Regions from separate parts of the Mus musculus genome. Here all the other regions are linked to region 2. Evidence: chromatin contacts called from public ChIA-PET and promoter capture Hi-C data. All regions are on one chromosome and are shown on one strand. The core of a region is the stretch at or near the end of the contact, and the rest is flanking DNA. Distances in the headings are between cores, read along the strand shown.

What was found. ChIA-PET counts read pairs in DNA pulled down with a chosen protein or histone mark. Capture Hi-C pulls out chosen DNA fragments and counts their contacts.
Region 1: a promoter capture Hi-C map of pancreatic islet shows a contact between it and region 2. The contact joins the promoter of Atp5g2 here to the promoter of Pcbp2 in region 2. A contact is called at or near these places in 5 of 39 promoter capture datasets (the C10 cell line, cranial neural crest, embryonic stem cells and 2 more), 1 of 15 datasets of contacts at CTCF or cohesin (embryonic stem cells), 28 of 484 Hi-C or Micro-C datasets (the Ba/F3 cell line, CD4 T cells, CD8 T cells and 18 more), 12 of 115 datasets of contacts at active chromatin or transcription factors (the HPC-7 cell line, SST interneurons, effector CD8 T cells and 5 more) and 4 of 9 other capture datasets (adipose tissue, liver, macrophages and 1 more).
Region 3: a contact with region 2 is called in an RNA polymerase II ChIA-PET map of effector CD8 T cells, with 39 read pairs. The contact joins the promoter of Atf7 here to the promoter of Pcbp2 in region 2. A contact is called at or near these places in 7 of 39 promoter capture datasets (the C10 cell line, cranial neural crest, frontonasal cranial neural crest and 3 more), 14 of 484 Hi-C or Micro-C datasets (CD4 T cells, CD8 T cells, the G1E-ER4 cell line and 10 more), 4 of 115 datasets of contacts at active chromatin or transcription factors (astrocytes, bone marrow-derived macrophages, effector CD8 T cells and 1 more) and 3 of 9 other capture datasets (adipose tissue, liver and pancreatic islet).
Region 4: a contact with region 2 is called in an RNA polymerase II ChIA-PET map of effector CD8 T cells, with 157 read pairs. The contact joins the promoter of Itgb7 here to the promoter of Pcbp2 in region 2. A contact is called at or near these places in 8 of 39 promoter capture datasets (the 3T3-L1 cell line, cranial neural crest, frontonasal cranial neural crest and 4 more), 2 of 484 Hi-C or Micro-C datasets (CD4 T cells and embryonic stem cells), 4 of 115 datasets of contacts at active chromatin or transcription factors (effector CD8 T cells, embryonic stem cells and pancreatic cancer cells) and 3 of 9 other capture datasets (adipose tissue, liver and pancreatic islet).
Region 5: a promoter capture Hi-C map of adipose tissue shows a contact between it and region 2. The contact joins the promoter of Rarg here to the promoter of Pcbp2 in region 2. A contact is called at or near these places in 13 of 39 promoter capture datasets (the 3T3-L1 cell line, 3T3-L1-derived adipocytes, the C10 cell line and 9 more), 1 of 484 Hi-C or Micro-C datasets (embryonic stem cells), 4 of 115 datasets of contacts at active chromatin or transcription factors (bone marrow-derived macrophages, effector CD8 T cells, embryonic stem cells and 1 more) and 3 of 9 other capture datasets (adipose tissue, liver and pancreatic islet).

What each region holds. Positions count from the first base shown.
Region 1 is chr15:102,669,051-102,673,918 of GRCm38.p6, forward strand. Atp5g2 (ATP synthase, H+ transporting, mitochondrial F0 complex, subunit C2 (subunit 9)) reads right to left here and starts at 1,997. Exons shown (of 5, transcript NM_026468.2): 1 at 1,968-1,997. Mir688 (microRNA 688) reads right to left here and starts at 2,816; the gene lies at 2,742-2,816.
Region 2 is chr15:102,468,667-102,473,279 of GRCm38.p6, forward strand. It overlaps Pcbp2 (poly(rC) binding protein 2), which reads left to right and starts at 1,966. Exons shown (of 15, transcript NM_001103165.1): 1 at 1,966-2,137; 2 at 4,595-4,613. It overlaps Gm36331 (a long non-coding RNA gene), which reads right to left and starts at 1,830. Exons shown (of 2, transcript XR_384469.3): 1 at 1,589-1,830; 2 at 775-1,055.
Region 3 is chr15:102,623,656-102,628,872 of GRCm38.p6, forward strand. Atf7 (activating transcription factor 7) reads right to left here and starts at 1,809. Exons shown (of 12, transcript NM_001310067.1): 1 at 1,707-1,809. Gm25141 (a small nuclear RNA gene) reads right to left here and starts at 4,230; the gene lies at 4,124-4,230.
Region 4 is chr15:102,228,722-102,233,801 of GRCm38.p6, forward strand. It overlaps Itgb7 (integrin beta 7), which reads right to left and starts at 3,214. Exons shown (of 15, transcript NM_013566.2): 1 at 3,130-3,214.
Region 5 is chr15:102,253,971-102,258,845 of GRCm38.p6, forward strand. It overlaps Rarg (retinoic acid receptor, gamma), which reads right to left and starts at 3,552. Exons shown (of 10, transcript NM_011244.4): 1 at 3,270-3,552; 2 at 2,500-2,569.

The DNA.
Region 1 (4,868 bases), core at 747-3,246, 200 kb after region 2:
ATTTAAGGTATACAATGGTATGGCCTCAACAACACTAACAGGTTGTCAGTGAGAGAGAAAGGACTGTAACTCTGTAATTTCACTCAGAGGGAGGCCACACTGGAGGTAGAACCTAGGACCTTAGTGCAATCTAGGTAACGTGTCCTACCACCAAGCTACGTCCCCTGCTTTTTCTCTCTGAAGTTTGAATAGCCCATAAACTAAGATGCTCAAAGTATAGGCCTGTTAAACACTACTCCCTTAAGTACACTGGACGCAACCTGTCCAAGGCAGATATGCTACTTGTAAATCCTGAATTTTACTTTTAGACCAATGTTTGTCTTCAGGCTGGCTCTATCTAAAACTTTACTTTTTGCTGGATTCGGTGGAACACATCTATCATCCCAGCACTCAGAAGGCAGAGAGGCAGACAGAGCTCTGTGAATTCTTGGCTACACAGTGCGACCCTGTAACAAACTCCTCCCTTTTGTCTTTATGCAACCTAAACCCAGATTTGATGCCCACCTACTCAGGTTTAATTGAGTCGAAACCCAGTACTTCTTTAAAACTTTTGCAATAGAGGCTTAAGCTGGGTTGATGGCTTAGATGATGGTGCCTGCCACACCCCGTGCGCTGGGTACCTATGGAAGCAGGTGGCCTGAAGCTGACTGGCTTGCAATCAGAGTCGATGAGCTTCAGGTCAGTAAGACATCCTGTCTCGAAAGGTGAGGGTGGAGTGGAAATGCCCCCCACATTAACCTCTCAGCATGCATGCATACATGTCACCATACACGTGAATAAAGGGAGGTCTGAAGTTAGGCATGGTGGTATGTGCAAGTGATCCTAGCACTGGGGAGGCTGATGCAGAAGGATCATAAATTTGAGGTAAACGTGGGTTAGAGTCAAGAAGCCAAAATAAAATGGAAGACGTTTTTCCAAAAACAAGTTTTAACATGGTAACTTATAAAATGTAGTTCTGGCAATACTCTAATTACTGCCCAACCCACTGCTTGCTTGCAGAGAACTCAGTAAACAATTCTTAAAAAAAAAAAAAAGTAGGGGAATTAAATTTAATAGTTTACAAACATATGGAATAGTATAATCTGTTGCTGGTGTGTAATAAACCCAAGCGTATCATTCGGCGAGCCCTTCCAGTGGTCACTTAATATGGGCAAGCCCACACCAGAGCAATGAAACCCTCCACAATGAGAATTCCCCACTTAACCATTCCGTTCCTTAAACCTTCCCACTAGCTGGCAGGTATAAATTCTAAAGCTCGTATTGCTCCCATCTTCTGGGCTTGCTGCCTAACAGAAACCTCCATTTCCACCATTTAAGATTTTATTTCTAACTTCATTAGTATGTCAGGGCCTTCATTAGAGGCAACCAGTTTCTAAGGGAACAGGCCTCGCTCAGGCCTCACTCCTGCCACCTGTGCACAGGCCGGTTAGCCTGTTCTGTTACTCTCTACCACGTTCAGTTTATTTCAAACTGAAGGATGCTGACTAGGGAGATGATGGCTTTGGACGGTGAACTAGCTTGACTGCGCCAGAGGTCCTGAGGTTCAAAGTCTGCAAGCTTCAAAAAAATAAAAAATAAAGGCTATTTTGATTCAGGATGACAAGGGGAGGCAAAGGTAGGAGGGGAGAGTCTGGGGTCATGACAATGGTGAAAGGCGTGTGGGTGAGCGAAGAGCACCCATAAAAGCCTTGGTTCGCGCCCGGAGAGAACACGCTCGCCAGCATCTGCCTTTCGCCGGCCGCAGAGCCCCCAACCCCCGTGAGACACCCAAGATGGCGCCAGGCCCGCGCGGTTAGAGGTCATCGGCACGAGGAAGGGGTAGCCCTCCGCGTGGGGATGCCGGGACCGCGAGGGCTCAGGGACCCGCGTGGGAGCTAGCAAGGTCAGGGCGGCCACGCGTCCTCGCAAGGGGTACTGCTGCGCGCGCCTGCGCGGCACGAAGAGGACGCGAGGCCTCAAGGCCTTACCTGCTCCCAGGGCAGAGAAGACAGAGAGGGGCGGGGGCGCGGGAAGCGCGAGGGAAGGCTCTGCGCATGCGCGGCCGGAGCCAACGAGTCGCTTTTCTCCATGGATAGAGTGGACACAAGCTAGAGGATCGGCCGGGACGCCACAGCTCCCTCTGCCAGGTTGGTGGTGTCTTGGGGGACAAGCACTCCACCTGGCGTCCAACAGGAGAAACTGCAAAAGGAGCCCACCGTGCACGGAAGAGCCGCCAACTCTTGCTGATCTGCAACGTGGTGGAACTGTGGACTGCACAGCATTTTTGGAGTCTTGGACTCGAGTCCCCTTTCCGAGCATGCGCAAAGTTAAGGAAAAAAAAAAAAACCAAAAAACACCCTACCCAGTCTACTCGGAAATTGTTTATAGCATACAGTAGGGATTGGGGTTCAGTGCCTAAAATGTAGCAGGGGAAAATAAAATCACAGAACTCTTGGCTTCTTGTCACCCTCAGGACACTGGCAACGTTGGGTGGGAGATGGGAACTGGCCCAATGCTATTAGCAAAATGCCATGGCAGTTTCTGCTTTAACTTATTTTTATTTTTGTTTTCCCTATCTCGTTGATGAGCAAAGCATGAAAAAAACCCAGCATCTTCGAGTCATAAGACTGGGGGGGTAAACAAGGCCTGATTCTCCCTTTTGTGAGTCCTGGGATCAATTAGGGATAACCGCACCTGTGGCCTGCAGTAGGGGTGCGAAGTCACCCCAGGCGACCAGTTTACCTCCTGTCGGACTTGCTGGGGGGCGAGCTGGAATAAGTAGTCGCCTGCGAGGTGCTCTCCCCAAGCAAGCCCCTACTTTTCTTCACTGCCCTTTCGCCCGTCCCTCCCCCAGTGGCGGTGGGCGGGGGCTTTCCTGCGCTAGTCCTGGAGCAGGCCTTTGTGTACACGCAGGAACGCACGAGCCTAGCAGACGGCTGCAAGGCTGACCCAGCCCCTTAGCCCGGCTGTCCGGTTAGGGTGCTTGGACGCAGCGCGAGAAAGACGGGAAGAGCTCACCAAACCCCCATAAAAAAATAAAAAGAAAGCCGCGGCTGTAAATAAAGGCAAATCCGCCACCCTCTGAGGGGCCGTTTGTCCTCCCCTCCTTGGCCCCGTCCTTCCCGCCACCCCCTCCCGGCCCCCGGCCCCGCGGCGCCCCGGCCCCAAGCTCCTCCATTTAATCGGATTTGGGAGAAGGGGAGGATAAATCACGGCAGCAGCTTTACGGTCCCGGAGGAGAGGCGAGCCGCAGCCAGGCACACCCCGGCCGGCGATAAAAACCGCCGCTGAAAGCCCACGGAGCAATTTCCCGGGACCCCGAGCGACGCCATTACAGGAATGTAATTTTGCCCGGATGAGGCCCCGAGTTTAATTATCCTCGCGGAGGAATTTCAATGCGGCCAATCCATCTTGCAGGCGGGCGGCAGAGGGATTTATATGGGCCCGTTATTTCACACCGATCCTCCATCTGCATTTTTATGGCCCTGAGCTCCTGAAAGGGAGGGAAAGTGTGGGGAGAAATGGAAGAAGAGGGTGGAGGACTCCCCGCCTTTCCTAAACCTTGGATTTCAGCTGGATTAGGATGCTCGCAGGTTCTCCTGAGGTCCCCAAATCTCCCTCCAGTGCCAGTTGTTGACCTGGGCAGGGGCAGAACCGGGATCTTTAGGAAGCAACAGGTATTTTTCCAAGTACTAAGCAGTGTGAGATGCCGTGTGAGAAAAGGCAAACCCGCCACCCTCTGAGGGGCCCAGGCTAGCAGGGCTTAGGAGTTGGTCCCTTGAGGTTCCCTGAACACCCCGCTCCGCCAAAAACTGAATTCTTTGTAGCTCTTAGTTTCATACCCTAAGAGGCACAATCTATAGTTCTTAGGAGCTGCCGCCACCAAATGGTGTTGCAGCTGTTGGTTGCGACAATTTAGAGATCTCGTATATATATCGCTAACAAAATCCCGGAGGAGGATGAATCAGAGAAAGGGCCTGTGAGGAGCTAACCCTGGCTTCTCCTAAAAGTTACTGCAGAGTCTGATAATTCCCTGGCCCGAGTGGTAGGATTTAGTTAGACAAACCTGAGTTCCCAAATCACATGTGACCTTGGGCAAGTTATTTAACCCTTTTAAGTCATTTTTCCCCTCTCCTTTTAAAATTGGGTATAATAACAGCGCTTACCCTGCAGCCTATATTGAGATAATAATGTACATGAAGCTTTTAGCAGAGGGCTTGGTACTCAGTAAAAGTTCAATAATCGCCATAATCATTATCGTTAGTATTATAGTTACGATCACTGCAATTTAATTCTGTCATGCTCCCGTGAGACTGTTTATTGTGAAGGGTCCTTGCACGGTTATCTCCTGAAAGAGATTCAAATATTACAAAACTTTTTCAATCACATAAATCATGCAAAACCAGTTAGTTGACATAGTGATGGGTAATCTGTGAAGCTGAAAATCCTGAGGGCTTCTGCAACAAGGTTTAAAGCAGGAAATTAGACAATAAGAGAGCAGGGGCATGCCAAAAAACTGAATTGAGGCACGTGAGGGAGTGGGGTCTAGGGATATTCTTAACCCTGGGCTTGGGAAGGGTCCTTCTCTCAACAACTAGGGAACCTGCGGTCCTGGGAGGAAAGGGTGTGGAGCGAGAACCATCCCTTCCAATCAGTCCCGGTCTCTTCCGGACCAGGCCATGTAACAAGGTTGGTCTGATTGGCCAGTTTTCCTAATGACTTCTAGTGGCAAATTCTAACTGGTTAGCAGCCTCCCTGCAGTAGAGTGACGGAGAAATGAGATTGATCTTTCCTTTCCTCCGATTGGTTAACAACCCTCAGGGGAACAGAGACCTCTTTTAATTGACCGGTAGGTTAGGAGGAGGTTTGGCATCCCACGTATCGAAATT
Region 2 (4,613 bases), core at 716-3,215:
CACCTTTGATCTCAGCATTTGGGAGGCAGAGGCAATTGGATCTTTGAGTGAGTACAGCCAGGGCTCCCCATAGAAACCCTGTCTTAAGAAACAACAACAACAACAACAACAAAATTTATGCATATGTGTATCTGTAGGATAGTTATGTGCACCCGAGGGTGTAAGCACCCTAGCAAGCCAGAAGAGGGCATCAGATCTTTGGAGTTGAATCTTCAGGGAATTGTGAACCCATCTACAGGGAACTGAACTTGGCTCCTTTGTAAGAACAAGTTGTTTTTGTTTGATTTTTGAGAGTGAATCTCACTATGTAGCTCTCAGTGTCCTGAAACTTGCCATGTAGATCAGGCTGACTTCAAAAGATCTGCCTGCCTTTTACCTGCATGTGCCTCGGACTCCTTACAGATGTACCTATTTATTTTGTATGGGTTTTACCTGCCATGTATATATGTGCACCACTTGTGTGCAAGTGCCTGTGGAATCCAGAAGAGGGTGTTGTATCCCATGGAACTGTGAGATCCTATGTCGGTACTGGTGATTGAACACTGAATCTCTGGGAGAACAGTTGGAGAACTATTGAGACATCGTCCCAGTCCTAACAGCCAGTGCGATGGAAAGGGCGTTTGCCATCACGCCTGATGTCCTGAGTCCGATCTTCAGGACCCGCTTGGTTGAAGGAGAAAACTGACTCCTCCTGAAAATCCTCCTTTGACTTCTTCCTGCCTGCTGTGGTGTAAGTACACACACACACACACTCAGTTTGTATACACACATACAAACCGTTTAAAAAAAGGTTTATTGCCTTTTTAAAGACACCAGGATAGTTGTCTTGTGTTGTGTACAAAATTCTGTGTTTTCAAGATGTCTTTTTTTTTTTTTTTTTTTTTTTTTTTTAAGGAGCAACAGGCAACAATAAAGCAGCGTTGCTCTACAGTCCAAGGTGGCCTGAGGTTCACCTTTGTCATCCTTAAGTTCCCCAATGGTATCAGCTTGTATCACACACTGTGCTTGGCCACAGAGTACCTTCTTGTACTGATGTTTAACTTGTTCTTTCGTTCCTATAAATGGATAATTAGACTTAATAAAAAGATTAACCAATTTGGGCAGGAATTCTAGATTATACAGTACTTCTTATATAATAGTGAGATATTCACATGATCAATGTTGTCCTAATACAGTGAAGTTTTAAAGTTACTTTTCTTTCTTTCTTTTTTTTTTTCTTTTCTTTCTTTCTTTTGATTTCTAAAAAGCCCTGTCTGTCCTGGAACTCACTCTGTAGACCAGGGTGGACTCGAACTCAGAGATCTTCCTGACTCTGCCTTTCCAGTGTTGGAATCAAGTTGGGTACCACCACCGTCTGATTTAAGAACATTCTTTTACGTTTTAATTCTTTATTATAATTATTATTGCCTGATTCAGTATCTGGGCTGCAAAATAATGATGTTTTCATTTCTTCTGCACTCACTAAAGTGGATTATTTTTAGAGTAAGCAGTTTGCCTGACACTTTCAGTCTGGCCATTCGTTTTTTATTTTAGACAACTGTTATTTTCCTTTCCCTCCCTCCTATCTTGATCCCAAAGCATTGGCCACCTCTTCGTATTTAGGCCTGAGCTTTCCAGTTCTTCCGCTAGAGGCCACTGGTATCCTCCGCGCCTCTGCGCTGCCGCTCTATCTCAGACCTCGCCGCTGGTTACTGGCCGTCTCGCTGGTGCCGACGCTGTCCAAGGAGCCGCTCTAGGCTCCGGGAAGGCGGTCCGCATTGCGTGGGGAAAGTGTGGACGACGCAGTCGACTCGCCGGCCCCCGGGGCGGTTAGCGCTTCCGGGGTCGAAGGGTGCGCGGGGTTGAAAGCGGCCCGCTCCGCCCCGTCCCCCTCCCAGACCAGCAGAGGCAGCAGCCGGAGCAGCCGCAGCCTGCGCCCTCTCCCGCCCGCCCGCCCTCCGCCCGCCCGCCCGCCCTCCGCCGCCCTCCACCCGCCCCGGGGTCTCTCTCCCCCTTCCTCCTCCTCACCCCCCCCTCCTCCGCCCGCTAGCGGGGCCCCCCTCGCCTTCCCGCCCGCCCCTATTGTTCCGCCCCCGGCCTCCCGCCCTTCCCCTTCCCGCCCGCTCCCCTTTTCCCCTCAGTCGACTCGCGCCTCCAGGTAAGCTTAAAATCTTCTGCTCCGCCGCCGGCAATAGCTTCTTCTTCCACTCGTGACATCCTTCTTGGCGGACTCCGGCCCTATTCTGGAGCCTCGGCCTCTCGTAGACCCGCATGAGCGTCTACTACTTCACTCTGCCTGCCCGGGCATTCACGCGAGGCCCTGGCTCCGGCGCGGCCTAGTAGGCCTCGCGCAGAGCCTGCCCCCTCCCCCCTCCCTCCCGGTGGCGGCTGCGCAGGAGTCAGGGAGGGCGCGCGCGCGGCAGGGGGGGCGGCGGTGGATTTGTTGGTTGAGGGGGGTTGGGGAGGCGATGGCCGGCTTGCTGGCGGGGCGGGTGAGCGCGGCTCCCCGCGGGGGTCAGGCGCTGGCGCAGACACACGAGGAGGCGCTGCTTGTCCGGCCCCTCCCCCTGGGTCGCAGCGCCCCCCCCTGACCGAACCGTTTATTCACCCCCTTTCCCAGTCAAGGGAAAGGGGGGGGGCTTTTTTTTTTTAAGTGGAAAATGCTTGGATGACCCGGGCGGGGGAGGGGAGTGGGGAGCTGCAGAGTTAAAGGGTAGGCGGACTCCCTGTTACCGAGTTACTCTGACGTTCTCTCGGGTAACGAATTTTGAAATTACAAAATGCCTGCCGCTATAAACCAGACCGAGCTATTTATAGAGGGGTAATTGACTGCAGGATTAACAGCTGGATTCCCAGGATGGGGTACACTTAGATTGACCTACTCAGGAGAGGAATTGACAGGTTTCTCAGATTACTTACATGACTTGGAGTTAAAAAAAATACATCTTCGTGCTTTACTTAAGAAATGAATTTGTAGCTAGGTTTTCAGTTTCTTTGCCTTTTGAACTTGTATAACTGTATTTCTAAGGTGATTAATATAACAGTGGGGAAGTGGAACTAACAGTTTTATACTGTATGAGGGGGTGTTAATCTTGCAGACTCAGTGAACAAGCATTGTTTTTCCATAAATGAGATGTTGATTTGTGAGGTTTTTTTTTTTTTGACAGCAATTAACTGTTTTCTGGAAATAGGGAACTGATGTGCTTTAGGGATGCATTTATGTAATCACTTACATCCTGAAGTAACCAGAAGATAGTTTGCATTATATAGAGTGGTGTGACAGTCACTTTAAAGTGCTTTAAACATACTTAAAGTATGGACTTGGGATTCAGAGTTTGGAGGCCAGCCTGGTGTTAATAGTTACATTCAGTACTGGGCAACATAGTGAGGCCCTGTCTCAAAAAAACAAAACAAAAAACCCAACAGTATGTGTATTGTGTGTGTTTATGGCAAAGTGAAAACTGACTGGTTTTATGAAGGGACAAAATTAGTTGTAGGAGGAGAGAAATCATTGATACTGATTTGAAGGGATGAATACTTGCCATGCTATTGGAGAAATTTCAGGGCTTGAGACTCTTGGAACTGTCAGTGTTTGGTGTTAAAGTATTAAAAACAAAAATATCAAAAACCAAATTCTTTGTCTACATAAGTAGTTATTTCAAAGTTGTTTCAGAGGATGAGTAAAAAGGGGCCATCTTGGCAATCTTTCATCAATCAAAGCAAATATGAAGTAAAATTTTAGTACTTTTTCTATTGTATTTGGAAGAAAATTTGGGACTAAAAAGACTTAATTGTGTGATAGTGAAAGTTAAAACAAAAGCACAAGAGAATTTTCTCAAGTGATTAGAGGAAGAATGGGAGCAAAGAACTGAGACGTACAGGATTAAATTTCAAAGGATCATGGAACCCAAAGTTGTGAAGTGTATCTTGAATACTTTTTTCTGTGAGACTCATGAGTGTAGTTATTTTTCTTGTTATTTTGTGATTGTCCCACTGTGTAGTTCTAGCAGCTGCACTTGTTTCTCAATAGGTTGTCCAAGGTAGCCTTGAACTTAAAACAATCCTGTCAAAACTTCCAAAGTGCTGAGATTATACAGAAATGTACCCTTATCCACACATCTAAACTAAAACATTTCAAAATCATTTATCATTCATCAACCTTTGAGATAAGTATATCTAAATTTTAGAAATTTCTATACTAAGTACATTTACATATATAGTCTGTTCACTTCTAACTGCTGTCCAGTAGAAAGCAGGTTGAATTTGTCCTCACTGTAGTTAAAAGTTTGCCCAGCTGTTACTGAGTCCTTTTAAAACTTCCTCAGCTGAAGGACAACTTTTTGCACTTAAGCAATTCACTTAGAACCATTACCAGTGGAATGGTCGGATCTTTCTCATCTCAAGCATCAGTGGAAAGCCTATCATTAATGAGCAAACTGGAAACAAAACCTGATCTGTAAGTGTAAAAGAGTTGTGCTGGGAGTGTTTACAAGTCTGATAGGCTAACACTTTTAAAGAGTCAATTAGATAAGACTGAAAATGGCAAAGTGAAAATAACTGGAAAGGAATTACTCTTTATTTTTCCCCTCTTATTTTGGTCATGCTTACATTTCAGTTTTTGGCTTTCACTCTTC
Region 3 (5,217 bases), core at 559-3,058, 150 kb after region 2:
TTTAAAAATGAGTTCAAAGCTAGTATGGGCTACATGACACACTACATAAACCACAGACACACACACACACACACACAAGGGCTAAAGACTGTAGCTCACATGGCAGAGTTCTTACCTACCATGTATAAGACCCTGAGAACCCTAGTACTACATAAACTGGATATGGTGGTACACACCTATTATCCCAGCACTTGGGAGGTGGGTGGAGGATCATGGTCACCCTCAGTTATCTCAGTCTGAGGTGTACTTGGGCTATATGAAACACTGCCCCAATTAATAAACAAGAAAATATACAAGATAATTAAGATTAAGTTCAATCATCCATTAAATAACTCTTAATGAACGAAAGGGAAAATTCACATTTAAGGAAACAAAATTTATTTGTTAGTGTTTAGAGTACCTATAGTTTCTTCAGAAATTATACTGCTGAAAAAATTTTAAACATAGGAAACAAATGAGTTTGCTGAAATTAAAAAAAAAAAAAAACCTGCACATCTCCACAAACCTATACTTCATATGAACCCTGAGAGATATTAAAACACCCTCTGCTAAGCAGAAAACAAAGTTAGGAAAGTAGTAACACGGGAATCTGGGTAGGAGGTGCCCTGGGTAGTAAACACCCCAGTGAGTGCACATAATAAGCATTTCAGAGCAACATAGAAGTCCCAACGGGTCTCCAACTTGGACTGCGAAGTCCCAGGCCCACATCCCTGTGTTCTGAAAGAAATGAAACTTGGAAAGTGGAACACTGGAAAAATGACAATCAGAGTAGCGCCCTACTTTTCTTCTTCTCAACCCCCGGGCCAGCATTTTGGCTGGCTGGTCACCAGTCTGGGTGCCATATCCACCAAAAAACACTAAGCAGTATCCTGGCGGTCTCCCGACTGAAGAAAGAACCAGACTGTATGTCAGTCGCTGTCTCTTCTCCAAATATCCCCCCTTACCCTCTGGATTTCCATATTATCACCGAAGCGATGCCTTCTAGCAACCCAACCCACTCACATGTCCTCCTAAACTCATCCACTTAATCTGTCCAGATCCATACTTTCTGACACCGTGTCTCTTGCTCAGATTCTTCTGAATTCAATCGAAACGCCAGGACCCCCGTTTCCCAATGCTCCACTTCGACCACACAACGCGTGCTTTCACCTGAGCCAGGCTCTCGTCACCCAAACCTACCTCCTGCCTATTTACCTCTGCCTTCTGCAGTGCCAAGCCCTAAACCCACTTTTTGGGAAATCTTTTGAGTCTTCAACCTAGTTTAGCAGTCCTCCTCTATCTTCCACTCCAAGATCCCTCCATTAGACTTCCACTAGACTTCGCTTCCCTCAGGATTCAACCCCCCTTTCCTCGCCACGCCCTGTGCCCCCCGGGGCTACTTACCCCAAGTTCTCCCCACACTTCAGTCCTCTGGCCCCGCCTTCCTCCAAAAGGAAGGAGGCGGGAGAAGAGAAGAGGGCGGCACTCCGCAAGGTAAAGGCGATCTCCCATTAGCGCTCATGGCCGCCAATTGTGGCTTCCTTCTCTCCTATTGGTTGTCTTTAGCCTACGCCCCACCCTCTTCCTCAGACAGGCCTGGCCACCGCCTCAGCGCCCCCGTCCAACAGACTGGGAGGGGAGACCCCGGCCCGGGACGCTGGGACTGGCCAGAGTAGAAGGAGAGACTCCTGTCAGGCCACGGACTAGCTAATGTTAACAGGACTCACCCGCTGGTAGCTCCGGCGCCTCCCGCCCGCCCGCGCTCGGTCCCACAATCTGTCTCCTGCTCCTCCTTTCCCCCCTCAGCGGAGCAGATACTTTCCTCCCGTCCGGCCAGGCGTGTTCACTTCTCGCGAGAAGTGGGGGCGAGGGCGCGACTCGTGGGGCTGAGTTGGACCAGGGCCTAGGGGCGGGGCTTGCTGTGAGCGTGGCTTGAGTGGAAGGTTGGGCGAGCGCTGTACACACGACTCGCACGTGTTCGGCTGCAAAGTGTGGGCAGCGCGGGGAGAGCGGCCCTGGCGTCTAACGCTGCCGATCTGTCTGTAGCTGTGGAGGTCCGAAGGTGAAGCAAAGGCAGGGAGGGACTGAGAGTGTCTCAGGCAGCCCTCGGATAAAGGGGAATTAAGGGAGCGGAGCCAAGAGAGGGACTTCAGTCACCAAGCTGGTCATTAGTTGTGTGGAGGAAGTTAAGCAAGAGTCGATCCGAGCAGGTGACTGCTTGCACTTTCTGCTTTACACTTGACAGCACCTCACTGGCCGAAGCCCCTGCCCGGTGTGTGCTGTGTGTGAGCTACGATGGTAGTGTGAGGAAGTACGTTCAACTCCAGCCTCACCGCGGCGGCGCCCGCCTCTAATCGCCACATGGAGGCAGGCGGATCTCTGTGAGTTCGAGGCCAGCCTGGTCTACATAGCGAATTCCAGGACAGCCAGCGCTATCCTTGTCTCAACAACCCCCCACCCCACCCCCAAAAGACCATGGATGATCACCAGTCTAGCCTTCTGGGCCAGTGGGAAATCCCGCGTTAAACAAACAATAAAAATAAGGGGGATAGCTCTGAGGAACCAAACCTGAAGTTGTCATCTGGTCTCTTGGACAACCCTCCATACCTGTGAACAACACACACACACACACTTACAGAGAGAAAGTAGGACTGTTAGTGTAGCTCAGTGTGAAGCCACAGCACAGTGATTTTTTTTTTTAAAATTTGTATATGTTACCCAGCAAGTATTTTATTGAAATACCAACAGCACATACTACGTCAAAAACAAAAGCACACACAACACTGTCCTGGTCATGTGGAAAATTTCTCTGACAGAATTTTTATTTTACGGTTGAGGGAGAGATAGGTCATAAGTCAATAATTATACTTACTTCAGAAAGTGAAGAGCTTTTCAGGGTAATGAGACCGAAAGCAACTCTAAGAGGGGAAAAACACTATTGCTAGTATTGAGAGAAGTCCTCTTGAGAAAGTTATTTATTTATTTATTTATTTATTTATTTATGAATGAGGCAGGGCTTATTTTGAAGCCAAGCTGTCCTGAAACTCATTTTCCTGTGTCAGCCTCCACCTAAGTACTTGTATTAAGTATGAGCCACTTGTCTGGCCTGAATGTATACCATCTACATACCAGATGCCTACCTGTGGAGGCAAGAAGAGGGCACCAGGTACCCTGAAACTAAAGTTACAAATGGTTGAGACCTGCAGTGTCAGTGCTGGGACTAGAAACAAGGTCTTCTGGAAGAATGGTCTGTCCTCTTTTAACTGCTGAGCCATCTCTTTAGCCTGAGGAGTTGAATTATTAAGAGACAGCCTTGAGACTTTCAGGAGAACATCAAATATAAGAGCTACATTTGAAAAACTTATCCTGAAGAAGAGGCAGGCAGGTCTCTGTGAATTTGAGACCAGTCTGTGATACACATGAACACACACAAATTATGTGGTTAAGATGGTACTTTTTGTGTTTGTGTTACTGTAAATAAAAGCTTAAGAATTGAACAGATTTAAGTAGAGTTGACAAGGGATTCCAGGGATCCCGACAGCTAACTAGTTGTGTTTTCTTCTTTATAACAGTAGCAATATTGTAGCCATAGTCTCTGCCCAGTGTGTGGCTGTATGGGGTAGGGCAGAAGAAGGGGTGAGGTGGGGTGGAGGGGTGGTAATGGGCTCTGTTCCCCCTTTGAAGCTGTTTTCTTCTCTGTTCTAGGCACTGAGCCCAGGGCCTTGTACTCCAGCACTGAGCTAAATATCAACACCTAACACAGTCTTTCTTTTCTTTTCTTTTCTTTTCTTTTCTTTTCTTTTCTTTTCTTTTCTTCTCTTTTCTTTTCTTTTCTCTTCTTTTTTTCTTTTTCTTTTTTTTTTTTTCTTTGTTTGTTTGTTTGAGACAGGGTCTGACTATCTGGGTAACTTAGAATATGTGTTCTAAATGCTTTTCCTCTGTCCAGAGTGCTAGGATTACAGGCATGCTTCACCAGACCTGATTCCCTTCACAGCTTTTTTGTTATTCAGCTTTCTGAACTTCCTGTCAGTGATCTTATCTAACCTCTTGGCATCCTCTCAATGGTGGAAGAATCCAAGGGATTTCTCCCTATATAGCAAAAGTGAAATAAAGAGGGGGTTTTTGTTTTGCTTTGTCTTTACTTTTAATTATGGAACACTTCACAGATTTCCATGTCATCCTTGCTCAGCGGCCATGCTAATCTTCTAGGTATCGTTCCAATTTTAGTATATGTGCTACTGAATCGAGCACATGAGGGTTGTTTGTTTTTGTCTTTGTTTTTCTTTTATGTGCATTGATATTTGGCCTACATGTATGTCTCTGTGAGGGTGTCAGATTCTCTGGAATTGGAGTTACAGAGTTGTGAGCTCCTGTGTGGGTGCTAGGAATCGAACCCGGGTCTGCTGGGAGAGCAGCCAGTGCTCTTAACTGATGAGCCATCTCTCCAGCTCCTAGTATTTAAAAAATACCATTATTTTCATAATTAAGAAATGAGGCGGGCTGGTGAGATGGCTCAGTGGGTAAGAGCACCCGACTGCTCTTCCGAAGGTCCGGAGTTCAAATCCCAGCAACCACATGGTGGCTCACAACCATCCATAATGAGATCTGACTCCCTCTTCTGGAATGTCTGAAGACAGCTACAGTGTACTTACATATAATAAATAAATAAATAAATCTTTTTTTAAAAAAAGGATGTTTAAAGAAATGAGGCACTGTTCGCTTCTGAGCTGTCCTCTTCTAATCTTCAAAAGAGAGAATGGTATGGTAGAAACTGACCCTTCACTATGCAAAGAAAATTGTGCATAACAGCGATGGTGTTACGAATCGGAGGGGAAGGGATTTTACACGTTATACTGACATACTTGGACATGTAATAGCAACACATATGAATCCTATGTTCCATGACCTATTCTAAATGTTTTATGTGTGTTCATTTCTCCCCAATTTTATGTCACTAATCTATAACTCTCCTTTGAACTGCAGACTGGCATCTCCAGTTGCCCACTTAAGAAATCCATGAAGATGCCCACTGAGAATCTCACACTTACTGTGTCTAAAACAGAATCCCTCTTTTCTCTCCCACACATGCCCTTTTGCCAATGTTAGTATACAAATCAATCAGTGTTCTTTCTCTTTAAGTTTTATGATTAGTGTGTGTGACGTGCATGTGTGAGTGTGCATCACACGTGTGTACACATGTGATATGTGTAGTGCATTCCATTACATACATGTGACAGC
Region 4 (5,080 bases), core at 1,964-4,463, 240 kb before region 2:
GGGAAAGGTGGTTTCACACAGGGAATTTGTAACCAGAGGAAAGGCACCTACTAAGAAATCCTCATTGATGTGGGGATCTATATTTCATTTTATTATTATGTCTGTGCACCACGAGTGCCGCTGGTGCCCTTGGAGGGCAGAAGAGAGCATCGGATCCTTGGAACTGAAGTTATAGATGGTTGTGAGCCGCCATGGAAACCAAACGCAAGTCCTTGGGAAGAGCTGGGGCTTTGGCAATAACCTGATATGTTATATCTGCTGTATCTCCAGCCTGGTGCATTTAGCTGAGTTTTGTTTTGTGTTCTATGCTCGTGTAGTTAATTGATAGTGAAGAGCATGCACATGCCACAGCATGCTATAGCATGTGTGTGGAGGTAAAGGACATCTTGTGGGACAGGGCATCAGGCTCGACTGTAGGCATCTTTACTCTCTAAGTAAACTTTCCAGTTGCTTTTCTGTTGCTGCTTTGGTGTTGGTGTTTTGGAGACAGGGACCTGGCTGGCCTGAGCCTCACTGTGTAGCCCAGGCTGGGCTTGAACATATGTCTTTGCCCTTTCAGTTTTTTGTTTGTGTGTGTGTGTGTGTGTGTGTGTGTTTGTGTTTGTTTGTTTGTTTTTCAAGACAGAGTTTCTCTTTGTAGCCCTGGTTGTCCTGGAACTCACTCTGTAGACCAGGCTGGCCTAGAACTCTGAAATCTGCCTTCCTCTGCCTCCTGAGTGCTGGGGTTAAAGGTGTGTGCCACCACTGCCCGGCATCTTTGCCCTTTCAAGTGCTAGGATTACAGGTGTGAGTGGCCATACCCAGCCAAATTTCCTGTGGCTGAGAGTTCAGCTGTAGGAAGTCAAAATTTAGTCAATTGGTTAATTTTAAAATTAATCAGGCCCAGCTGGGCATAGTGGTACACAGCTTTAATCCCAGCACCTGAGAGGCAGAAGCCAGCCTGGTCTTGAAATCAGAAATCCGTCTGCCTCTGCCTCCCAAGTGCTGGGATTAAAGAAGTGTGCCATCACTACCCGACTAGAGATTTTTTTTTTTAATGAATAAAAATCAAATAGGCAGTGAGTCAAAAATAAAAGATGTTAGGATGATGCATGCTGTTATACCAATACCTGGAGATAGAGGCCGAAGAACAAGACCAGACTAGACCATATGTCTCAAAAGACATTTTCATTAATCAAAATTAATAATGCTACATTATTCAAGACAATATGGGGACTGGAGAGCTGGCTCAGTGGTTAAGAGCACTGACTGCTCTTCTAGAGGTCCTGAGTTCAATTTCCAGCAACCACATGGTGGCTCACAACCATCTATAAGGGGATATGATGCCTTTTTCTGGTATGTCTGAAGGCAGCAACAGAGTACTAACATATATAAAATAAATAAATCTTTAAAAAAGAGAGAGAGAGTGTGTGTGTGTGGTAGTAACATAAAGCTAAGCATTAGTAAACCAGAACTGGAGCTGCAGAGCCATGTTTGATAGCGCAGGGCGGGTAGAGGTAGGTGGATCTCTGTGAGTTTAAGGCCAGCTTCGTCTACATAAGGAGTTCTAGACCAGCCTGGACTACATAGAGAGATCCCGTAATTCCTTATAAACTCCCTCTGTGTGAGTTAACAAGTAGTTAACCTAAAATGATGGGCGTCACATTCAATTATCTGGGGTCTGATGGATGTCTAGCACAGCATCTGACAAGCATGTTAAAACCCCTCGTTTCCACCTTCGACTTCACCTAAAACCTTCATAGTTTCTTCTCTTTCTTTTAGATTTTAATATTTTTTGGTCGGATTAATTCCTTCTCCTTGATGTGTCTAACGTCACGCGTGCCCCCAGAGCGCAGAAGCATCAGGTCCCTTGCCAATGCAGTGATGGATGGTTGTTAAGCAATATGTGGGTGCTGAGGGGGGCGTCAAACCTGGATCCTTTGCAAGAGCAACAAGTGCTCTTAGCCACCGAATGCTCTCTCCAGTCTCAAAAATGTAATGGTTTCTAATTGCCTACTGTGACTAATCATGACACACACACACACACAAGGAAAGCACATGCAGCCATCACACACGTGCAGATGACTCTCAAGGAACCCTCTGGAAGACTGGCAGTACCCGCCGGCAACACTGGTAAGTAGAGACTGCAGCGTAAGCTCCCTAGGGATTGTGCTATGGTGTTCCCATGGCCACCAGCAGTGTACAAGAGCCTGCTAGCCAGCAACCACAACCCCCTCAGCTTGGGTCCAGACTCAGGTACTGATGCTCTTTACAGGGAGTATGGGGAAGGGTGGGGTACTGAGCCGTTGAACACCCCATCCTGCTCACCACCCCATGTGACCTCAGATGGGTGTAGTACATTACAGAGCTTCTGCTCTCAGGGAGAGGCTGACCCCAGGCTTAACCTCACTGAAACCTCAGACCTGCGTGCTTTGCGCTGTGGTCAGGGAGGCTCGAGACTCTGCAGCACAAAATTTAGTTCTGACTCATCTCATAGATGGGGCTTCACTTCCACTCCCCCCACAAGACAGAGACATCAAGTCCACTCATCTCTCCTAAAGGGGGCTCTGAACTCATACATGACCTCTCCTGCCCCTCTCAATTCTGTCCCTTTCTCCCTTCTTTGGCAATCCATGTATCTTGCCACCTGCTGCCTGTCTCCTTCCATGCACACACGCATGCGTATGTGTGCGTGTGCATGTGTGTGTGTGTGCATGTGTGTGAGCATGCACATGTACAGTGCAAGCCTCAGTAGACCAGGAATGTGGAGTCTGTGGCTAAGGTGCCAAGTGGGAAGACTTCTGGACTGTGCAAAAAACATCAAGTTGCAAAGATAGCAGCCAGGGACAGACAGGAGATGCTGGGAGAAGCACAAGAGTAAGTAAGCCTTAGCTCTCAGAAAACACTCACGTATAGCATCGCAATCTCCTTCCCTCCCTCTGGCTCCACTGGAGAAACAAATGGATGAGCAGCAGGAGGCTGGGATAACCGAGAAAGAAATAGTGGGGACCATAGGAGTGCAGAAGGGGGTTCAGAGCCTTTCTCAAGACTAGACAGAGCACTGGAGAGCCCAGATCACAGAGAGGTAGGGAACAAGTAGGCCTGGGTGAGAGGAGGAGGTGGGTGGGCTGCTGCCCTGAGGGTACTCACAGGTGCTTGAGGAGGAGCAGCCCTTCCTCCGCCGGTGGCAGTGGCAGCCCTTGTGTACAGATGGAGAGGCAGCAGAGGAGGAAGTGACACACCCTGGGGTGGGGGGACTCTTGGAGGGTGGCTGATCTAGCAGAAGGTGGAGCAGATAGGAGTGGGCTGGGTAAAGAAAGGACCTAGGAGTCCCATCTACTAAGCACTGCTCCTGTGCTAAAGAAGTACAAGGAAGGGTCACCAGAACAGCGCCGGATAGTGGCGGTGCCCCCACCCCTGCCCCCACACATGTCACAGACGCAGAGATTGAAGCCCAGACTCTAAAGAGAGATCGACTTTGCAAAATGTCACACAGGTAGCAAGGGGCTGCTGGGCTGTAATCTAAATCCAACTCAGCTTCCTTCCAAAACTCAATGTTCTCTCCAGTATCACAGAGAGGAAGGAGCAGACAGGAAGAAACATGAAGGAAGGTGGTTTCTGTTCCTTTGGAAAACTCAGGGGCCATTGAGTTGTGATGACTGCCTTTCGTGCTAGGTATCCATCTTGGTTCCAATAGCCACTTGTCTTTTGATTTGCCAGGAAAATAAGTTCCCAGTAACCCTGACACACCGGCCTTCACCCACAAGCCTACATCTGTACTTGTTTTGATAGAATCGGTATTTGTCGCTGTTGTTGGTTTTGTTTTGTTTTGTTTTGTTTTCTCTGACATTCTTGTGCAGACATTCTGGACTACTTTGAGGTCCCCTTGACTACTACCTCTTGGCAGAGCAAAACAGCTCTTGGCTTGCATATGCAGATACTCAAGGTCTTGTGGTCTTCATTTTTAAAAATCCTTTCCTCATCCCTTATTCCCCTTTGAGTGGCAGACTCTAATTTGGCTCAGAGATTGCTGTCCTGCTACCAGTATCAATAAATTTAACTAATTATAACCTGGATTGAATCAAGGTCTTTCCCTAGAAGTCTCGACTCCTGAGAGTACCACAGCTAAGCTATTTGGACTCTGAAGCCAACCTGCCTGAGTTAAAATCCTGGCTCTCTCTCCGTTAGCATGAAGTAGTAAAACTCCTTAGCTGTATTCTTTAATCCAGGGTTTCACAACCTGTGTGAGTCACAACCCCATAGGAGTTGAACAACCATTTCACAGGGGTTGCCTAAGACCATCAGAAATATCAGATATTTGCATTACGATTCATAGCAGTGACAAAAATTGCAATTATGACGTAGCAGTGAAAATGACTCTGGTTGGGGTCACCACAGCATGTGGGACTGGATTAAGGACTCGTGACGTTCGGAAGGAGGGGAGAACTTCCTATGGCTGCCATTTTATAGATCACCATAAAAAAATAAGACGGTGTCTATTTAAGAGACCATCTGGTACAGTAAGAAGGGTGTGTGAGGATGCGGCTCAGTGTCAAGATGCTTGCCCAGCTTTCAGGAGGCCTTAGGTTTGGTCTCTATCACTGAGAGAGGCAATAACTGTAGGAGTGAGGAGTCTAAGGGGATAAGAGGTGGAGGCTTTTTCTTTTAGGTTTATTATTTATTAATATATGTAAGTGCACCGTAGCTGTCTTCAGACACACCAGAAGAGGGAGTCAGATCTCATTACGGATGGTTGTGAGCCACCATGTGGTTGCTGGGATTTGAACTCTGGACCTTCGAAAGAACAGTTGGGTGCTCTTACCCACTGAGCCATCTCACCAGCCCGAGGTGGAGGCTTTAAGGGTCTAGACAGTTGGCAAGTTAGAGAGAGGCAGATGGCTAGGTTTGGGGGTGCCACTGGGGGTCCAGGAGCCAGGATAGAGGTGAGTCTGGGAAAGAGTGCAGCTAGAGCAGCCCGGAGTGAAGCTGCTATGTTATGCTATGCTATGCTATGCTATACTATGCTATGCTATGCTATGCTATGCTATGCTATGCTATGCTACGCTATGCTATACTATGTATGCCATGTCATGCCATGCTA
Region 5 (4,875 bases), core at 2,302-4,801, 210 kb before region 2:
TCCTCTGTCTTCCTTGGTACTTCTCGTTTCCCTTCCCAACTCTCCCTCTGTCACCAACCATCCCACAGTCAGCCTACACTGCCTATGCTCTTTGGGCAGGTGGAGCCCTACTAGGAGAGAACCAGAAGAGACCCCCTCCTTGTCCTCAGTCTACATTGCTCCTCCTCCTCCTCTCTCTGAATTCCTAAAAACTCTCCCTATATTCTTTCCTCCCTCAAATGTAGCTTCCCTGACCCCTGATCTAGGAAAGGGGAATCTAGGTCCCGCACACCATCATGCGGTGGCCAAGGGAAAGATCCTCCATAGATCTCCTGAACCACCTACCAACTGTGAAGCTTAATGGGCTGGGGTGCAGCTCTGCTCCATAGGAGACCGATTAAAAGTGGACAGAGGACCACAGTGGGCGCCCAGGTGGGCATTCCACCCAGTTAGAAACTGTCTAGGGGAGCTAGAGAAAGTACCCAAGGAGCTACAGGGATCTGCAACCCTATAGGTGGAACAACAATATGAACTAACCAGTACCCACCCGCCCCGGAGCTCGTGTCTCTAGCTGCATATGTAGCAGAAGGTGGCCTACAGTGGAAAGAGAGGCCCATTAGTTGTGCAAACCTTATATGCCTCAGTACAGGGGAACGCCAGGGCCAAGAAGTGGGAGTGGATGGGTAGGGGAGTGGGGGGGGGGAGGATATGGGGGTACTTTTGGGATAGCACTGGAAATGTAAATGAAGAAAATACCTAATTTAAAAAAAAAAGAAACTGTCTAGGATCAGCGTCTTCTCCCTTGTCTTTGTACCTCTGCCTTTCCTGCCCCCCCTCTTTCTTTTCTCTTATCTCTCTCAACCTCCACACTCTTAGGAATAAACCGTAAAGGAGACTCTGACTCTCACTAGATGCCACCAACAGGCCCAGGACCCTCTAGCTCTTTACCCCGATGTCCCCAGAGTCCTACAGTATTAACTCATAGCCTCCAGGATCCTTCTCTTGGTCCATGAGGTCCTCATCCCAAGTCAAACCCAGGTGGATCCAGGAGTCCAGGGCCCCCTAGGCCCCTGGGCCATAGCTCAACAGGCTGGGCTACATTCCAGGTGGATTAACCCCTCCAATGCCAAGAATGATAAACTGGTAGAGCACCCCCCCCCCAATCTTTCCCAGATTCTGTTTAGACTGGAAATAGGCTCTCTATTCCAGCCATCCCTGTCTTGGCATCTTACCTACAGATGGGAACCAGACCTCTAGGGTAGGGCAGAACTTCAACAGGAGGTGGAGGGGAAGGGGTGTTCAGGCTCCTGGTCCTCACCAAGGACATTGTAAGCAAAGGACAACTCTCCCTGGCCTTCCTCCTCAACTACCTGGGAGGGGAGACTTAGAGGTGAAGAAGATAACAGATTCCTGTCTCCTAAGTCTGGTCTCTCTGGGAAGGGGGCGCACTTCAGTTCCAGGTAGAAGAGAGTAAGACAACAGTGCGGGAGTCAAAGGAAATCCTAAATGAGGCCTTAACTGTCTAGGTTCTTTGTGGGACCTGCAGAAGAAGGAGAACGCTCCCCTCTTCCCAAGATGCCACTTCAGATGGTGCGGCTTAGAAGGCGGGCAACTGACTTGGGGAAAGGGTTCTTACAAAGCTTCTCTTAGAGATGAGGTGGAGTTGAGGGGAGGGCATGGATGAAGGGGGCTGCCGGATGGAAGGGGGGCGTCTCCCTGCTGCCCTGCCCGCTCCAGAGCCTGGAACAAAGCCGCTCTTGTCAGTTGCTCTCCACCCGCTGCCCCCCTCCCCTCTGTATAAACACGACCACCTTTTTCCATGACCCCATCTCCAGAATGGGAGGAGAACCCAGGCATCCTCTGCCCTATCCTGAGCCCCAAGCCTGTTCTCCAGGAGACAGCAGTGGACCCAGCTTCCCTGGCTCCGTGCCGTTGTTGGGGGAGTCTAGACCCTTGATTCTCCACCTTGAATCCTCAGGTGCCCTCCCTCTACCCCACTGGCCCCAGGGAGGGGCAGTACCCAGGAGGCAGGCAGGCAATGCCAGTGGAATGTGTGTGGGCATCAGAGGGCACGGGCAGGGTGGGGCCGAGGGGGGAACTGGAGGTGCCAGTTAGGTGGCTTTCTGAGCCAGAGGTGGGGGTGTGCCCCGGGGTTGGGGGGGCGTGTCCTATGCTGCCTACCAGTTCTAAGCCACTGTGTGTGTGTGTGTGTGTGTGTGTGTGTGTGTGTGTGTGTGTGTGTGTTGGGATAACCAAGCTCCGAGCACCCTGGACACACACTCCCCTTGACCCCCTCTAAGTATCCTTACTGACAATGGCTGTGGTCCTCAAACCCTAACTCAGTACCCGAAGAATAACCATAAGGGCAGAAGCCTCAAATTTGAGGAGTAGGATCCCAACTGCCCCGGGTTTAAGCCCTACAAGAGGGAATTATTTGAGCATTTTGTCCTTGAGTTCCCTCCCCGAGACAGACATCCCTGCTGCCCCATCCCCATGACCACCAACTAAGCATATTCTTACCCTCTGGCCTCTGCAGAGAGTCCCTCCTACATACTGGGCCAGGCTGAGGTGAGGGACCTGGTGGAAACTGCTGGAAAGGAAAGAGGCGCTGTCAGTGGCACTCCAGGACAGGGGCTCTCCTGAACCTGTCCGGGCGTTATAACTCTAGCTTTGTTCCACTGGGGCCTCCCCTTGAGAATATTCTAAAAGAGCTCCCCTTCATTGGCTCACTTGTGCAGTAAGGGATAGATCAGAGAGAATCCAGGTTCTGCAGTCCAAACTCCACAGACCACTTTACCCACCTAGACACTTGCTAGAGCTTTCCTAGTCCCCATACAGAGCCCTGCCAATCCACTGGAGAAAGGGTACTTGGACCATCAGATCCACCCTTCAGTATGCCCCCGCCCCACTCCGGTGGAAGAATGCCATCCTTTCCCAGAGGAGGAAAACCCGTCTTCTCTGACATTCCGAGTACAGGAACATTGGTTCGCTTGCCCAAGACTTTCCTAAATGCTCTCCTTCAATACTCACCAAAATCAAGGGCAGACAACCCGGCCCATCCTCAGTCTGTCTAAAAAAAAATCTCCCCTTTCTCTTCCCGGGTCACGACTGACCCCAACTTGGGGCAGGAAGCCTCCGCATAAGCTCGGCTAACAGCTTGGCCACCCCCGGAGGGAAAGGACCCCAAGGCTCCCGACGCCCCCGCCCCTGGCTCATTTCAGCAGAGGAGCCCCGGCGTCCGCGGCCGGAGGGCGGCCAGGCGGGCGAGCCGGCTTCCCCGCCTGACTCACCTGGAGGGGAGGGCGGGGGAAGGAAGGCCGCAGAGCCCCGAGGTCCCGGCGTCGGGCGGTCTCGGGGATGGAGCACCGCGGTGTTAGTGACTCGCGGTAATGGGGGGCTTCAGGGGGGCACGGCTCTAGGCTGGGACAATCCCGGGGCCTCTCGGAGCCCGCCCGCCCACGTGACCGCCCCAAAATATCCGACACATTTTCTCCCAAACCGCACACTGACTCCGCAGGCGGGGACACGGAAAATATTTTCTTTCTTTTTCTCCCTCCCTACCCCCCCCACCTCCCTCCCTGCCTGGCTCCCTCCTCCTCCTCCCGCCCTCGCTCCTCCCTCCCCTGCCGCCTGCCCCTGCCCGGCTCCCTCCTCGGTGCCCTGGGGCTGGGGGGGGTGGTGGCTGGGGGGGGGGAGGACTGGGCGGGGCGGCCCAGGACGCCTGGGTCTCTGCCCCTCCCATTTGCTAGGCTTCCGTGGCTCCATCCCCGGGAGGCCGGGCAGAGCTGGCAGAGGTCAGTGTCCTGGGCTCCATGATGCCAACCCTTTCTCTCTGGCGCTATCCCCCTTCCAGCCATTTGGGGAGACTGAGTTGTCTTTAGCCACGCTGTATTCTGCCAGGCCGGTCTCTGGTACCTCCCAGGGTAGGCAGTGAGAGACTTGGACACTGCCAAGACGTGGAGTGATGGGGCAGGAGTATACCAGAGGAGAAGGCACTGTCCCCTTTTCTTAGTTAACCTCCACCTGCAGGTCAAAGCAGTATCCCTTCCTCTGGCCTTCTCTGTCCTATGGCCTAGGAGCAAACTGGTTTAACTAGTGGGGGTTACGATGAAGGTGCTACGAATTGGGTTCACAGGCTTCCTCCCTCTCATTCTGCCTGAAGTTGACTCCAGGAGTTAAAGCGCGTGGGTCTCTCGCTGCCAATATCGTCCCCACCTTTAGACTTGGATTTAGAGGGGGAGAGGCTGGCTGGGAGGAGGGCTGAAAGAACTTTAGGGAGGAGGGGGGATGGGAGGAGCCTTGCGCTGGGTGTGAGGGAGAAAGCCCAGGCGAGGGTGTGTGTCTGGCTCAGCCAGCGAGGCCTGCCTGGCTGCCTGGTAGATGCGCCACGAATGTTGTTGACGCTGGGTCTCTAGAAGCCCAAAGTCTGTGTCTAATAGGGATATTCTCTGTCTCCAAACAAACCGAGGCTGAAAGGCTCTCGAACCTAGAGAGGGAAGCCAATAGTTTGACTTTATACCACAGAGCACAGAGCCAGAGAAAAGTGAAGTCCTATGCACTCTCACAGGGATGGTCACGACTCCAGAAGAGGAGAAAGCTCATTGGACGGGCTGGGCCAGGCACTAGCCCAAAGGACCATCCTCAGCAACGCTCCCAGAGTGGCCAGCACCTGGGGAATGGGCCCCTGAATCACATCACATTTTCCACTTTGGAATTACTCAGCTCTGGTCTTGCTGTCACCCTAGGGGCCAGGCATCCCCCTCCTGGGAAAGGCTTTTCTGGGTAGCCATTATCAGCTAAAGGAGAAGGGGAAAGAGAGGCTTGCTGTGGCAATCCCAAGAGACCAGAGACGTTGTGGGGGAGGAAGGGGGGGAGCACAGACGAAACTCTGCCTTT